Linked DNA regions of Aphis gossypii: region 1 is linked to region 2. The links are chromatin contacts, called in public Hi-C maps. All regions are on one chromosome and are shown on one strand. Each heading gives the region's core, a stretch centred on a gene start, on an enhancer-like site or on the middle of the called end of the contact. The rest is flanking DNA. Distances are from core to core; before and after follow the strand shown. Region 1 holds the start of LOC114122205 (E3 ubiquitin-protein ligase ZNRF2). Region 2 holds the start of LOC114122224 (tetratricopeptide repeat protein 7B).

Region 1 (7,073 bases), core at 2,662-5,161, 170 kb after region 2:
CTATATTATTTTATTACTTAATAGATTTAGTCTTTGGTTTCTACTAAAAGTTAATTTTAAGCAAAATTTCAAAAATATAACTTAAACAGATGTATTTTTAATACATTATATAGGTAAACAAACTAATAAAAAATTATGATCAACAATTAACCAACAATAGTAATGAAATGTTTCCAAGTGTTAAAAACCAATCCCATAACAATAATCTCTAGTCAATGCTAATTAATCACAACAATTGTATTTTTAGTTAATCTTAGATATTATTAATTATTTAAAAAAAAAAATTAATTAAATGAGTAGGTATATAATTTTTTTTGTTTAGTTTAAGAATAGAATTGCATCGTAATACTTAAACTTTAATGGTACTTTTCTGTTATCTTGAATAAAACCAATCTCAATTCTGTTATCTTGACTAATGGCTGATGCCAAGAGCCTAGACTACTTGATCGATAATAGTCGATTATTATTTTAAAATGTATTAAGTTTTATGTATTGTTGGATTATAAAAATGTTGTCCATTAAATTTTGTAAAAAATATTTGAATTTGTATGAATCGTAGTACATTAATAAACTATAATACTAACATGTAAAAAGTATGTACTAAAGCACTGGCAGTTAATAAGAATATAAAAGTGTAGACTGTAGTCTGTAGATCCACATAGAACCACCCATATCAGTGTCAAAATATTCAAAGCAATAAAAGCAAAAAAAAACTAATACCGGAAGAACATTATCACAACAGTGGTTGTGTAAAGATATTTGGTCACAAGTTATTTTTTCTGCAAATAAACCAAAATGATTATTAAGTAATGGTAGTCAAAATAATGGAAAATTACCACTTTAATAAATTAAAGTTTAAGTTTAAGTAAGAAGATGCTAATAGGACATAGGTAATATTATATGTTTATCTCAATAGCATTTAATGGTTGAATTAAATTACTATTTAAATGTATAACATATATTATTAAATAAAATATAAATAAATAAATAAACTTGAGAAATATGTGAATCCAATATTTATGTAAAGACTATTTATTGTTTTTTATTTTTTACTTGTATAGTTTTCATTTTTAAGACAAAATGTATTAATATACTTACTATAAAATGTTTGTAAAAATTATCAATTAGGTATTATAGAGCAGTGCTTCTCAACCTAGGAGCCGTGGATGAATAACTAGAAGGCCTTGAAATATTTATTTCATTTAAAATATCTTCGATTTTTTAGTTATTTTCTTTACATTTCAATAATTTATTTGTGTGAAATAATGCATGCAAATTTAGTACTTCATTAAGAAAAAATAATTAATGATTTTGATTGAGGGAGAGCCTAGACAGTATTACATTAAATTTGAGGGGCCCTATTACAAAAAAGGTTGAGAAGCACTGTTATAGAGAACAAAATATAGATTAGAAAATTTACATACAACTTAAAAATGTTAATAATCAAAAAGTCATTAGGCTCTGGACTTTGTCAGTAGGACATTTAAAAAGATTAAAAATTAAATTAAAGTAGTTGTATACTCATCGTTTGTAAGTCTTATAATATAGTGAGTAATATAGTTAACTGTATAAAATATAAGTTAAATACACGCTGTCTAGTGGTTTCTCCTCCATTTTATTTTATTCAAATAAATGTTTATGATAGACTATGCTTATTTCGTTTGAGTGTAAGAATAATAAAATTAAAAGTTATTTAAAATACCTATATAATCACACAATATTGTGTTACAATCTCAAGCAACCAATAGATATGATATGCAAAAGAAAATATTAAAAATACTTATTTTTATGCATGTGTTATGAAACAAAATAATAAGATTAATTTTAATTCACAAAAATGTAATTATAAGCAGTACATAGTAGAAATTCACAGGGACAGAAACAGCACTTGTCCTTCCTCCCCCCTCAAAATAAAAAATAATTGGGTGGTAGGTATGTGTGTATATAGTGGATTACTAATAGCTGGTATAGATTATATACTTATATAATTATATTGTAAATGTAATATTGTATAATTAATTCATAAAGCTATAAATATATTTGGAATTGTAGATGATTAATAATGGTAAGTGGATGCTGCAAGCTGGTATATTTTTGGGTAATTTCCTTCATAAAAAAAAAAAAAATGATTTGTGTAACTACCTATAAGTAGTAAGTACATGAACATAGGTTAGGTACTTAAAATAATCAGAGAATATTTAAGTTTTCCTGTGTAAGTATCCACCACAAATATACATATCACTATTATACCTTAGATTTATATCGATCGTTGTAAAATGAAAAAAGTAAGAAAAAATACATACCGTTGAATGGCCAAATATGTGCAGGTAACGAATGAGCCGAATAAACGCGTCCAAGACTAATATTAGCCGTGACTGTCGGACTGTCCAAGTTCTGGTCGTCGTTTGAGCTACTATCAGCCTCCAAGACATCTGTAATATCGAACCGTGGACTCGTCGAGTTGCTGTTGTTGTCGTGACCGTTGGGCACGCCGGATAGAGACCTGGCACGTTGTCTGTCGTTGGCTACAGCGCTGGGCAAGGAACGCAGAATGCTGAACCCAGGATTGCTGGCCGTCTGCACGGAATCCGGCCCATTGCCAGAAGAGAACGACCGATGATCGCCATGACTGGCGCCACCGTCATCGCCATTGGCCGTGCTGGCCTTCGCTCCCATTTCGCATGCAACGAACGTTCACGCGAACACCGCTTCAGGACGACGCGGACGAACACGGACGAGGGGAGCTCTGTGTTTGGTATGTCGCACGCGTCGTACTACTATGAGCGAACAACCACCGAAAGAAGACGTTCCGTCAAGCGGACGACGACGTCCGGAACATCCGACATCGATCGCAGCACCAAAAACCAACTGCGGACGTGTGTACTGCTGTTGACGCACTCCAAGATGTAAAGCGGACGACCAGAATTCACTTAGAATTGCGCACAGAGAACAAAACTTGACAGTTCCGATGGTACGAGAACGAAAACAAAGAAAATTAATAATGATATGATAATAAATAATAATAACAATATCACGAAAAATACGACGACGACGATTGTCTTAACGTAATTACTATGATAATATTCAATTAATTATTTATTTGTCGTTTCGATCATTATTTTTTATATTATATTTTAATATTTCTTCTGCCCTAGCTATTCGTTCGTCGTCTCTCAGATACTAGTCTGGTCTAATGTCGTCGCGCAGTTACAAATTGGTAGTTCTGATAATGATGATAACATGGTCAACTGGTGAAGTAAAAAAAAAAAACAAAAAAAAAAACAAATAACAAGTCCAGACGTATAACATTATAGCATAGCGACAAGAGAAGGGATTTCCTGATCAGCTGTTCTTCGACGTAATAATAATAAAAATATTATTTAATATTAACATATCGAAGTGTTCGGCGACTGGTGACGATCGTCCCCGTCGTATTTATTACATAAAAGTATAAAGGCCAAAGTCCCGATTACGACAGTATAGTCGGACACACTATGCAAAATTTAATAAATAGATAATAGACACACATTATGATGATATTATGACAAACATAAAACAACCCACCACGTATATTGTAATTCCGATTATTATTGCGATATCTACCTACCTATTTTATTGTACTATATATACTTAATTTCACGAATTGCGTTTACGTTTTGCAATTCGAATAATTCGATATATCTACATAATTATAATATTATGCGTATTATTATCATAGTCTATATTTCTACATTGTTATAAATACTATTTAAAACAAATTAAATACATACCTTCATGTATTATTATGATTTATGATCTACTTTTAAAAGAACTCGTAAATGCAGTATTCGTGATTGGTGACAGAAAAATTCCAACTACGAAAATTGAAAAAATTGTCGTTTTACAGGTATTAAGGTATTAATTTCTTTTTTTGATGAAGAAGAAGAAAATTATATTTATACTAAAACTAGATTAATTATTATTATGATATAGTATATGAATGTATGATTCAATCATAATGATTAATGAAGTTACTACGTCTTTTGTTTTCTTATAGGAATACCATTATAGTATATTAGTAATTTACAGTATATCAGTATATACATAATATATGAATATGATATAAGTATGGGTAGGTACTTACTACTTAGATTTATTTATTTATTTATCCAATATTCAAGAGCTATTGTCTTAAACAACTACTTGCAAAGTAATGAAATAATATCACTGATATCCTACACAACAAATTACAAAATACCTATCGCAACTAAAGGTTTAAATTTTGTCTTAACAGATAATTTTAAATTACTTATTATGTACAAATATATATTATTATATAAGGCATAAGTTAAAACTTATAAGTATATACTACACGTCTATATACATATACATAATATGTATTTACGAAAGTTTATGTATAGACAATTTAAATTAATTATCTACGTATTACTATAGTATAAAAACAACTAAATAAAATACAAATATAATCATTTACCTAGGTAACTATTATTATTTATTAGGTAGTAATTTTAGTTACCTACCTGGCTACCTAGTACCTATATGTATACACATTAATAATTCATGTACAATTTTATTGTTTTTAATGTAATCAGAATAAACAGTTTAAGATAAAAAAAATATACCTATATCTAAAAACCCAAAATATATTTTTAAAACTATAAGAACATAAGGTTCATGGTGAACTTTACTAAGTCTATTTCTACTTACTCTGAAGTCTGAAGTAGGCATTCGCCAACTCCCCCCCCCCTAAATTCAACACTGATCGTAACATCTTCACAGTTAACTTGACACAATGACACTGGTCTATAAAACTATAATACCTAGACACCTAATATAATATAGAATATATAGATTACAAAAATATACGATATTACTTCAAAAATCAGATTGTGTAATAGACGATTTTTATAAATTGTACCTAATAAAAATCTAGATTCCAAATGCTAATACTTTGATTTGATGTACTAAAAAATTTAGCTAAATTATAAAATAATTTATTCAATATTTATGCCATTCTCAACTCTCAAGACAAAAATCTATTAAACAATACCCAATTAGTACCCTTTTTACACACTTTACATTGTATAGAAAATCTTTAAAGTTACAATGATTTACAAGAATTTTTATGATATTTTTTCAAATTATTTGCGAGTTATTTACGAAGATTTTAGATTTTGAACGAAGTAATAAATGTATTAATTTTAGGTACGATGATGTGTATGGCTTTTTTGTGTCTGTGTGCAGCATAACTTTTAAAAATTCAAAAATTATAAGAATACAGGGACAATTTTTTTTATTAGCATCTGAAGATCAAATATATTGACAACAATTCGTCAAAATCATGAATATTTGTAAATTATTTTGTAGTTATGATTTATAAAAAAAAATTTGTTCAAGTAGCTAAGAGTTGAAAATTTTATACAAGATTTTTCATAAGTTGGCTTACAATAATTATAAAAGAACTTTAACGTTGGCCAATTAACATTTTTTATCCTTCGTTTAAATTTTTATTAATTTAAGAATTACTATAATCATAGGAACTTGAAACATATACACCAGTTGTTTAAATTGGCATTTTCTGTACACGGTTTAATTTTGGGTAAGGTCATTAAAACATAAACTACCTTTTTCACCACTCAGTAAAAAATTTATTCTAGGCTAACAAATCATCTCCGTTCAGAATCGTTTTTCGTATACAATGATATCCATAGCTGGATTCAAATTTAACACTTCTATATTATATAATAGTGATCCACATGGCACCTAATGTACAGGGTACAGCAGAGCGGTACCCACTTCACCACGCTTTTTTAATTATATTATTGTACCTAGGTATAAAAATAGATAGATACTTTATACTCATAACAGTCATAATTATGACTGTTAGGAGTATTTTGCACTACGTAAGTTTATGTTTTTAAGCGTACGGAATGAAAGTATTATACTTATTTTTTGTAAAACTATTAGATAAAATGGTATTATTCTACAGTGAGGAATAAAAATATGATAAATTTATTAGAATTGAAATTGTTTTTGATGTAATTAATATTTACAGTAAATTAAAATCGGATGTCTATGGTAAAACTTTTATACATCGGCTGAAAATATCGGTCGATGTATTCATACACTTGTGACACTATAAGTTTAGTTAACTTCCTTAAAAATGTATAAACATTCAACACAGATAATGATTTTTTACCTTTAAGTTGCTAGATCAATTCACTATATGTCTACATAATAATATACTGGAATTTATAAAGCTAATGCAAAGTTAGGTTATCTGATGTACAATTTTAACAGAATCAGAGTCCAGAGACAACATAATACCTATGCGTTGCAGACGTATTGCATTTTCAATGTCTTGATATTTTAATATGTTAATAATAATTGCTTAAATTATAATTGTGAACTTAGGTTTAAATAGGAGGAGAAATTGACTACCTTGAAAGACAGACTCTTGGGTCTTGGCCAATTGTGGTTGAACCATGTTAATGGCCAGTGGCCACTGAGGCAAATGAATAACTGTCGAGTGTCAACTGTGCGATGACTGTAGTTATCAATTAGCTCGATTATGAACTTTTTGAGTCGTGTCGAATCACCGCTCTTTTTTGACGCTAGATGACTTTGTGCTACTATACGTAATTTTTAGTTTTTTTGGAAAACCAGCGAAAGTTTAAATAATCAAAGACTAAGTAAAAGCTTTGGTGAATATTTTAAATTTGAATAGTAAATATCAAATATTTGGGTAAACGGACAATTTCTCACCCCATTTTTTTTTTTTTTGAAAATTAACTATTTAATAAGATTTTAGATTCTGAGTGCAGCGAGGAATGTATTAGTTTTACAATGATGTTTATTATTATTTTTTTTTTTTGTAAACACTTTTACTCCTCCTAAACTTGCTCAAAAGTATCAATTGTAGCATCTATTTTGAAAGGTAATGTTCTTGACTTCTTGAGCTGGTACTTTTGAGAAGTAATTTTTCAATTTTCTCAATGGTAGTTATTTAACGCCACAGGAAAAACACCGAAAAATTAAAAAAAAACCGAAATTTCAACTTCTAACGTTTTGGT
Region 2 (7,656 bases), core at 1,099-3,598:
ATGATACCGGTGTATCCGATATTAATGTATTAAGTGAATAGTGATTGACCAAAATAAGGCTTAAAGGATATTAACAAATCAATATTGAGCGTCAGATACAAACTCTGACACACTATTTTTTTTTATTGTTTTATCTACAACTCGGTAAAACGATAAAAAAAAAACAGCCGGGTCGGCTCTGCGAGTTACCCAGTAAAACTCTCTTGTCTACGACAACTTTAGACCAAATTACGAAGCGCTGCAGAATGCTGATACAGTTGGGTTGGGTTAGATTAATCTAACCTAACTATGGATTCGGTTATTGAATATTAGACTGGCAGTTGAGCACAGATATAGTACACGGTTGTGTATAGGATATTGAACTCGATGTGCCGACTTTGTCCGATCCGATCAATAACTTAAAATTTTCAATTTCAAATATTAGGTTAATGTAGCCTGTAGGTATGTTTGCTCTTTGTTGGATGCCCAGTACCAGTGCCGGCGGAAGGCATGTGCGATCGCACAGGGCGGCAAATATTTTTGGAATTTTAGGGGCGGCATTGTTTATAAATAAAAATATGTAGGTAAATTATATAAGGGCGGTATATTAGAGGTAATTGGCAGTTTGGCACAGGGCAACCTTAAAAATTTAAAATTTCAGTTGTCTATAAATAGCTCAAAAAAACTCAAAATATTTTGAAAATTAAATCATGTAAGGAAAATGCCAATCTAAATAACTGGTAAAATTTTCAAGTATCTACGACTTATACTTTTTGAATAATAACAAATATTTAAAATCGTTATTAAGGATAAATCGTTATCGTTACGCGATTTCGTAAAAATTTTAAATTCAAACGCACTTAAAATTTTTTCTATAATGATGCTTCGAGTTTTCTCTATAGCTAATTGAAGAAAAACCTATGAAAAACTTAGTGTTGTGTTTTCAATTCTTAGTTATTAACACAAAAAATTTTATGATTTTTCAACTTCAAAATTACTTTCAAATTTTCGCGTTTTCGACAGATTTCGTAAAAATTTGAACTATAAACGCTTATAAAAAAAAATTGTGACTAACGATTTTTAATTTTTTTTAGCTACAATAAGAAGAACTCATAAGGAACCTTGTATTAAATTTTCAAGTTTTTTTTGGTCATCCAAATTTTTTTTACCGACACTTCAAAAAAAAATTCGCATAAAAATCGAAAATTTCAGTGGTCTATAAATAACTCAAAAAAAGTCAAACAAAAATTTAACTGTATATAGATAACACTAACATAAACATTTGGTGAAAATTTCAAGTATTTACAGTGATTAGTTTTTGAATTACAATACCATATAAAAAAATCAATTCGGTCGAAAACTGGTTTTGCGTAAAAATTCCCGTTTTTCCGTCCTTTTTTTTTTTAATTTTCTCGATTTTTTTGAAAACTGTTGGAAAATGTTTACTTTTTACCTCTATGATGCACCAAGGATATTCACTTTTTCATCGGAAACCACCTCCGAAGTTTGAAATTGAAGCATTATTTCGACTAGTTATGCTGTACACAGACACAAAAAAAAAAAACATACATCATTGTAAAATCAATACATTCATCACTCCGTTCAGAATCTAAAATGGTTTAAAAACTAAGAAAATGCTCTAAAATCGTCAAATATTGCCCTAATAATGCATGTAAGGTTAATTTTGTCGAAAAATGCAAAAAAAAGATTACCTACTTTAAAATAATCAGTATCACCCAAAACACATTTTATACTTACAGAGTAACGTTTCAAATCACCAGAATAAAGATACCTTTGCATCAAAATCCCAGCCCTGGCTTATTATACTATTCTATACTTCTATAGACTATAATAGTATAATACCTATTGATTATCTCCATAATGGCATAATGAATGGCAACTGGCAAGATGCTATAAGCATAGACTACTAACTAGTTAATAGGTCTATGGCTATAAGACCTTTTCAATAAAAAATTGCATACCTATACATTAGAAACGGACTACAGTTATTCTTATTATAGTAAAACTTAAATATAATAAAAACGGTTTATATATCTTAAATCATGCTACTAGGTAGGTATATTGCAAAATAATATGAACATTGCACGATACATCACTACTGTAAAGGGTTCAACATCATTGTCATCCAGCAGATAGCTCTATGATGAAAATAATTTTTGGTCGTTGTTGGTCGGTCGATGCCCGATGGTCTCATCAATCATCATAGATAATAATATAATATAATATTATGGTCTCAACTTACTTCCGTAGTGGTATAGTTGTTGTCACGTGATGTTTTTGTTATTATTTTTTATAATTTTTTCCGCACTATCAATCTGTCTCTCTCTTCTCAATGGATTGTAAAAATCTCAATCGTTTCTTATCATTAACGGCACCGCAGTCACAGTATAGTGCACTAGAGCGTGTGCTCGCTGGTTTGCGTATATTATGCGTGTGACAAAAATCATTCGTTTCGTAATTCGTAATCGACTTTCGACGAGGTACAACTTTACAAGTATTCCATATTATAGGTAGTATAATATAGGGCTGTTCACTTTTTTTGCTTGTCAGTATGAAGTAGGTGGACATTTTACTTTGGAATATCGTCATATCGTGATTTATGACCTTGAACCGATTACTTACTTGTTTGTAATTAATAATATTAATAATATTATTATTATCACTATAGCCTGACATGTAGTGAAGTTTATTGGATTGTGAATCCATGTATTATTTATGATTACTATTCAATTCATTACCAGTATGGCGTATTATACCGATTTTAGGATTTCTTATTGTTATTGCATTTAAAATTTAAAATAATTTACAAACGCATTCAGGTAGTGAAACCTGAAATTTCACAAGGTTTTCACTATTTTTTTAATTTTCAAATACGGTGATCTGTTTAAAAGACACATATCGGCGCAATGTCTAGTAAAAATGTGAAAAGCACTAGGGTCGAGTCAGAATTAGCCGGATGTCGAGAAGAAGGAAATTGGTCAAAGATATTGGAGCTTGTCGAACAATTGTCTTCTGGAAAAGGCAAGTATATTCAGATATAATATATACATAAATACTATATATAATTATAGGTATCTCAAAACCATCTAAATTGACAACGGTTGGCTAATAATTATCTGAAAATAAATTTATTGTAGTACAAATGCATGATAATATGCCTAATGATTTAGTAATAAAATGTTGACAAGATAATTAGACATAGGAAAATGAATAGGATTGTAGAAGTTGTAAAACTGAGTTATGTATTAAAAATTAATGATAAAGAGAGAAAAAGTTTAGATTTTTATCATTATAATAGGAGCCATTAAGGTAATATTCAAGTGGTGCCGAACTACTTTTTAGTAGATAGTGTAAATATATATTTTAACCACTCGACCCTACCTAGACACCCTCAAAAATATTATTTCCATTTGACCATTAATGATCAATGTATTATTATCTTCATGCTAAATAATTACCTACTTCTAAGTAAGTTATTCAAAATTATATAGACCCAATATTTTACCACCTCTAATTTTAAGTGGTGCGAATGCACTATCTTAAGTATGTATTCGGTGCCATTCGAAAAATAATTTCAGAACACTAACAAACAGGATAGTGCACTATGTAGATTTATTTTTTGTGAATTTTTGATTATAAAAAAAGTACATTTATTTATAAATTATATATAGTTAGTGAAATTATTGTTGAACAAATTAATATTAACATTACAATAGGTTATAATTTGTTTTACCACAATACTTATAAATACTTAACTACTATAATTTGACTGTATAGACATTTAATTTAATTAAGAGTATCAATGCAACTTTTATTATATCTATTATCTATTTAGTTAATATTAAATAATTCACAATTGTACTGTACTAAGTCAATTTATATTAAGATAGACATCTTGTATGTTTCTATAATTTGTTATAAGGGATTTTCCTGTAAATTATAATAAATAAGTAAATAATTATTATGCTTGTATAATTTATAATTTCTTCTGTTTTTAGCAATGCTCTACAACTTAATGGTTGGAGAAGCAAGATTAGAAATGTTTTTAGAGGAATACCCTCCTATTGAGAGCAATATTGCAAAAGCTTGTAGTGGTCTTATTGAAGCCAAATCATACTTAACCGAATCAATTAGTGAACTCTCTACGCAAGTAATAAATTAGTATTAATATTGGTATAATGTGTACTTTACTAACTTAATTCAAATTATTTCCAGTCTGGCTTGAGTATTGATAGTCATATGTTGCTTGCTAAACTATGTTATGCTTGTGGTGATTATGACAAAGCAATGGAACATTGTACAGAAGCCAAGTTGAACTCAATATTACAAACAGAATTACAAATTCGAAACATTAGGATATTGTCAGAGTCATTTGCAGTAAAAGGTAAGTTAAGCTTATTCAACATTTTACTGAAAGTAACTAGTTTAAACATAATTGTCATTGTATTAGTTTTATAATTATGATCATAGGCTTGTGTCAAGAAAAGTTAAGACCAGTTTCCAGTTCTCGTTTTAAAAAAACAGAATGGATTGAAGGTGTTATTAAAAACTATGAGCAGGCGGCCAATTTAGGCATATTGTATTTACAAGAACTGGACAACAAAGAAAATCAACTCATGTTGCCATCACCACTTGGTGGTAATGCACCGTTAATTACAAATAACAATTCTACATCTGGTACAGGTATTTTTTTTTTATTCTTACTTTAATATACTAAATGTTTGATATACATTTCTTTTAAAGGTTCTCATTCTCCACAGCCTGTAAACATGACACATTCTCTGAGTATCTTAGTAGAGACAGCTATTTTGAAATTACCTCAGTTGCTTATTGAGAGTTCAAACTATGCTGGTGCTATTACAACATTCAGGTAAAGCAATGAGTAAATTTACTTACATAAAGTAGACACTTACAACTTATGGATTTTGCTTAGGAGTATATTATCATCTTGTGAAGCTCATGGTAGTCATTCCATTAGACTTATTTTAACATATCAATTTGCTGAATTTCTTTTACGCAAAGTCTCTCCAAAATACTATTCACTTCCAACTCAAAGTAGTAAGTTCTTCTTATGAAAAATTTAAATAAAAAATGTAATTTGATTTTAACTATTATTTTAGCTCCCTCTAAAAAACAGTCATCAAATTTAAGGAAACCAAAAAAATATAATTCTATTAACATGTTTATGCCTAGAAGCGAACATGAAGAAGTAATATTATTGCTTATTATAAGGTAATTATAATTAGGTATTACTAATTATTTAAAAAATAATTTTAAATTTACAAACTATACTATTTAACAATAGTGAAGCAATGGCAGCAAGAAATGCCGTACTTAGTCAATCTCCAGAGTTTAAAGAAGCAAGAATTAGAGCTTTTAGTTTGGCCACAGCCATTTACGATCTGCTTACCTTTGCGCTAGTTCTTTGGGGTCAATATAATATGTTGTATGAGGTTAGTTTTTATTTGTATGTATTCTACTATACCTAATTTTAATTATTATCCATAAACATATAAAATTTGATTAGTCTTTTGAACGTGCAATGAAATTTTCTGCTGATGATGCTCATGTTTGGATGCAACAAGCTTTATGTCTTGAAGCTGCTGGTCGTCATATTAAAGCTTTGGAAGTATTAACTCAAGTCATATATATGCAACCTAAAGCAATTGTTCCATGTTTATTAGCTGCTCGTATTTGTTATCAACACTTATTTAAGGTTAACATTATAAATTAGACTAATTTGAAAAAATATAAATAATAATCTTGAATTTAGATGGAAGAAGGTTTAAGTTGGAGTCAGGAAGCTCTTAAAAGAGAAAAAATGCATTCGGAAAATTTACTATCAAGATGCAATCTGTACATAGGGATTGGAGCACAATGTATGGCATTGACTTCATTTTTGAAATCAGTCAAAGATAAATATCATGCTCTATGCCTTGAATCTCTTACAAAGTACTATTTTTTTTAATTTAAATTAATATATATTATTTTTCAAATTTAATTATTGTTTATATATAATATGTATTTATTTATAAATTATTAATTTAGAGCACAGCAATTGGACCCCAATGATCATTTAGTTTATTATTATTTGGCATTTTATTATGCTTGTTTGGCTAAAGTGCCTGAAGCTACTACCAAAGTACGTCAAGCATTAGCATTGAATCCTGAACACACACCATCATTACAATTAGCTATTTTATTGTTAAGTGCTCAGAAAAAAATCAATGAAGCCAAATCTCTTTTAGAATCATCTTTAGAAGATTTTCCTGATCATATTGGTTTATTATTCATCAGAGCCAGGATTGAATTGCAGACAGAAGCTTCTGATGTAATTAAAATACTTGACTAATATTATAGCATAATATTTGTTTAACTTTTATTTTTTGCATATGTTTTAAAAGGTTGCACTTGTGACAGCTAAACACATGCTTTCTATGTGCAAAGCTTCTTCTGCTAGCAACGAAGGTTCTCCTTCTATCGAACATACTGATACTCGCAGTATTTTTCAGCTTTACACCACTGAACTCTCAGACAAAGATTCAAGTAATACACATATTCGTACAGTTGTTTAATATTTGTATTAATTATAAAATATAACATAATGCTTATTGAGTAGATTCTTTGGGGCCAGCACGTATTGAACAAGCCTTATCAGAAGTAGCGTCTTCTATTAGTTCACTGGTACCCCAACGACCTGTAACCAATACGGTGTGGCATACACAGCAAAATGTTTGGTTACTTTTAGCCGAGATATACTTATCCCAAGAACAATTTGATTCAGCAAATAATTGTTTATTGGAAGCAGCCAGTATTTTTCCATTATCACACCACATCATGTTTATGGTAAATGTGCTTCATATATCACTTTAAACTGAAGTTGATAGATTTACTCTTTCTTATGTAGATTACTTATTAGGCATAGATTTTTTTTGTTTTAATATGTTAAAATAATATTTGTTTGCATTTATATTGTTATGATTCAGTTTCAGACTATATTTTTTTAAATACTGATGTGTGTGTAATTTTACTGCAATAGAAAACAATTATAGATAGTATATTTTTTTATTTATTGTATGGCTGAAAGATAGTACAGATGAGCTAAGATCAAAGTATAGTATTATTAAAATAGTGGCATATTTAGGATTTGGGACTGGAGTGGCACGGTTCAGCAGTTGATTGCAATTCATAGCAAAGTGCAAAAAATATGTGGTTCTCACAACCACCAATTTCCTGTGCTGTCGTCCGATTGCTCCATTCATTTTTGAACTAGGTCTTACTTTACTAGGAGTGAAGACCTCACACATCTCTTGAAGAAGGGGGATAATATCATGTGTACAGAGATATATACATAGATAAATAGATTACGTGATCTCCCTACTACCCACTTGTGATAAACATTGACAAAGACCTTGAGATCGTTTCATTGAACAATGAAAAAAATAAAATATTTTGGATCTTTTTAATGGGAAAGATATAATTAAAATTGTTTTTCCCAAACACTCTAGCATTTTGTTATCTGCAGATAAAATAATAAATGAAAAAAAACAACTTTAACCATGTAAATATAAACTAAAAAAGAGGTCAAAAGGAGAGTTATATCTCCCAAATCATTCTACATAAATATACCGCTGACTAATAGTTCTATCTTAAATT

What was found. A called contact is a pair of places that touch in the nucleus more often than the background predicts.
Region 1: a Hi-C map of whole body shows a contact between it and region 2, with 4 times the contacts expected there. The contact joins the promoter of LOC114122205 here to the promoter of LOC114122224 in region 2. A contact is called at or near these places in 2 of 2 Hi-C or Micro-C datasets (both in whole body).

The regions. Positions count from the first base shown.
Region 1 is chr1:58,747,946-58,755,018 of ASM2018417v2, forward strand. LOC114122205 (E3 ubiquitin-protein ligase ZNRF2) reads right to left here and starts at 3,912. Exons shown (of 5, transcript XM_027984793.2): 1 at 3,771-3,912; 2 at 2,304-2,955. The coding sequence starts at 2,676. The region is part of intron 7 of LOC114122222 (WW domain-binding protein 2); the gene reads left to right.
Region 2 is chr1:58,582,945-58,590,600 of ASM2018417v2, forward strand. LOC114122224 (tetratricopeptide repeat protein 7B) reads left to right here and starts at 2,349. Exons shown (of 17, transcript XM_027984816.2): 1 at 2,349-2,480; 2 at 2,892-3,021; 3 at 3,999-4,150; 4 at 4,216-4,384; 5 at 4,471-4,683; 6 at 4,744-4,870; 7 at 4,934-5,058; 8 at 5,121-5,232; 9 at 5,306-5,453; 10 at 5,528-5,716; 11 at 5,774-5,952; 12 at 6,049-6,331; 13 at 6,405-6,546; 14 at 6,620-6,846. The coding sequence starts at 2,907.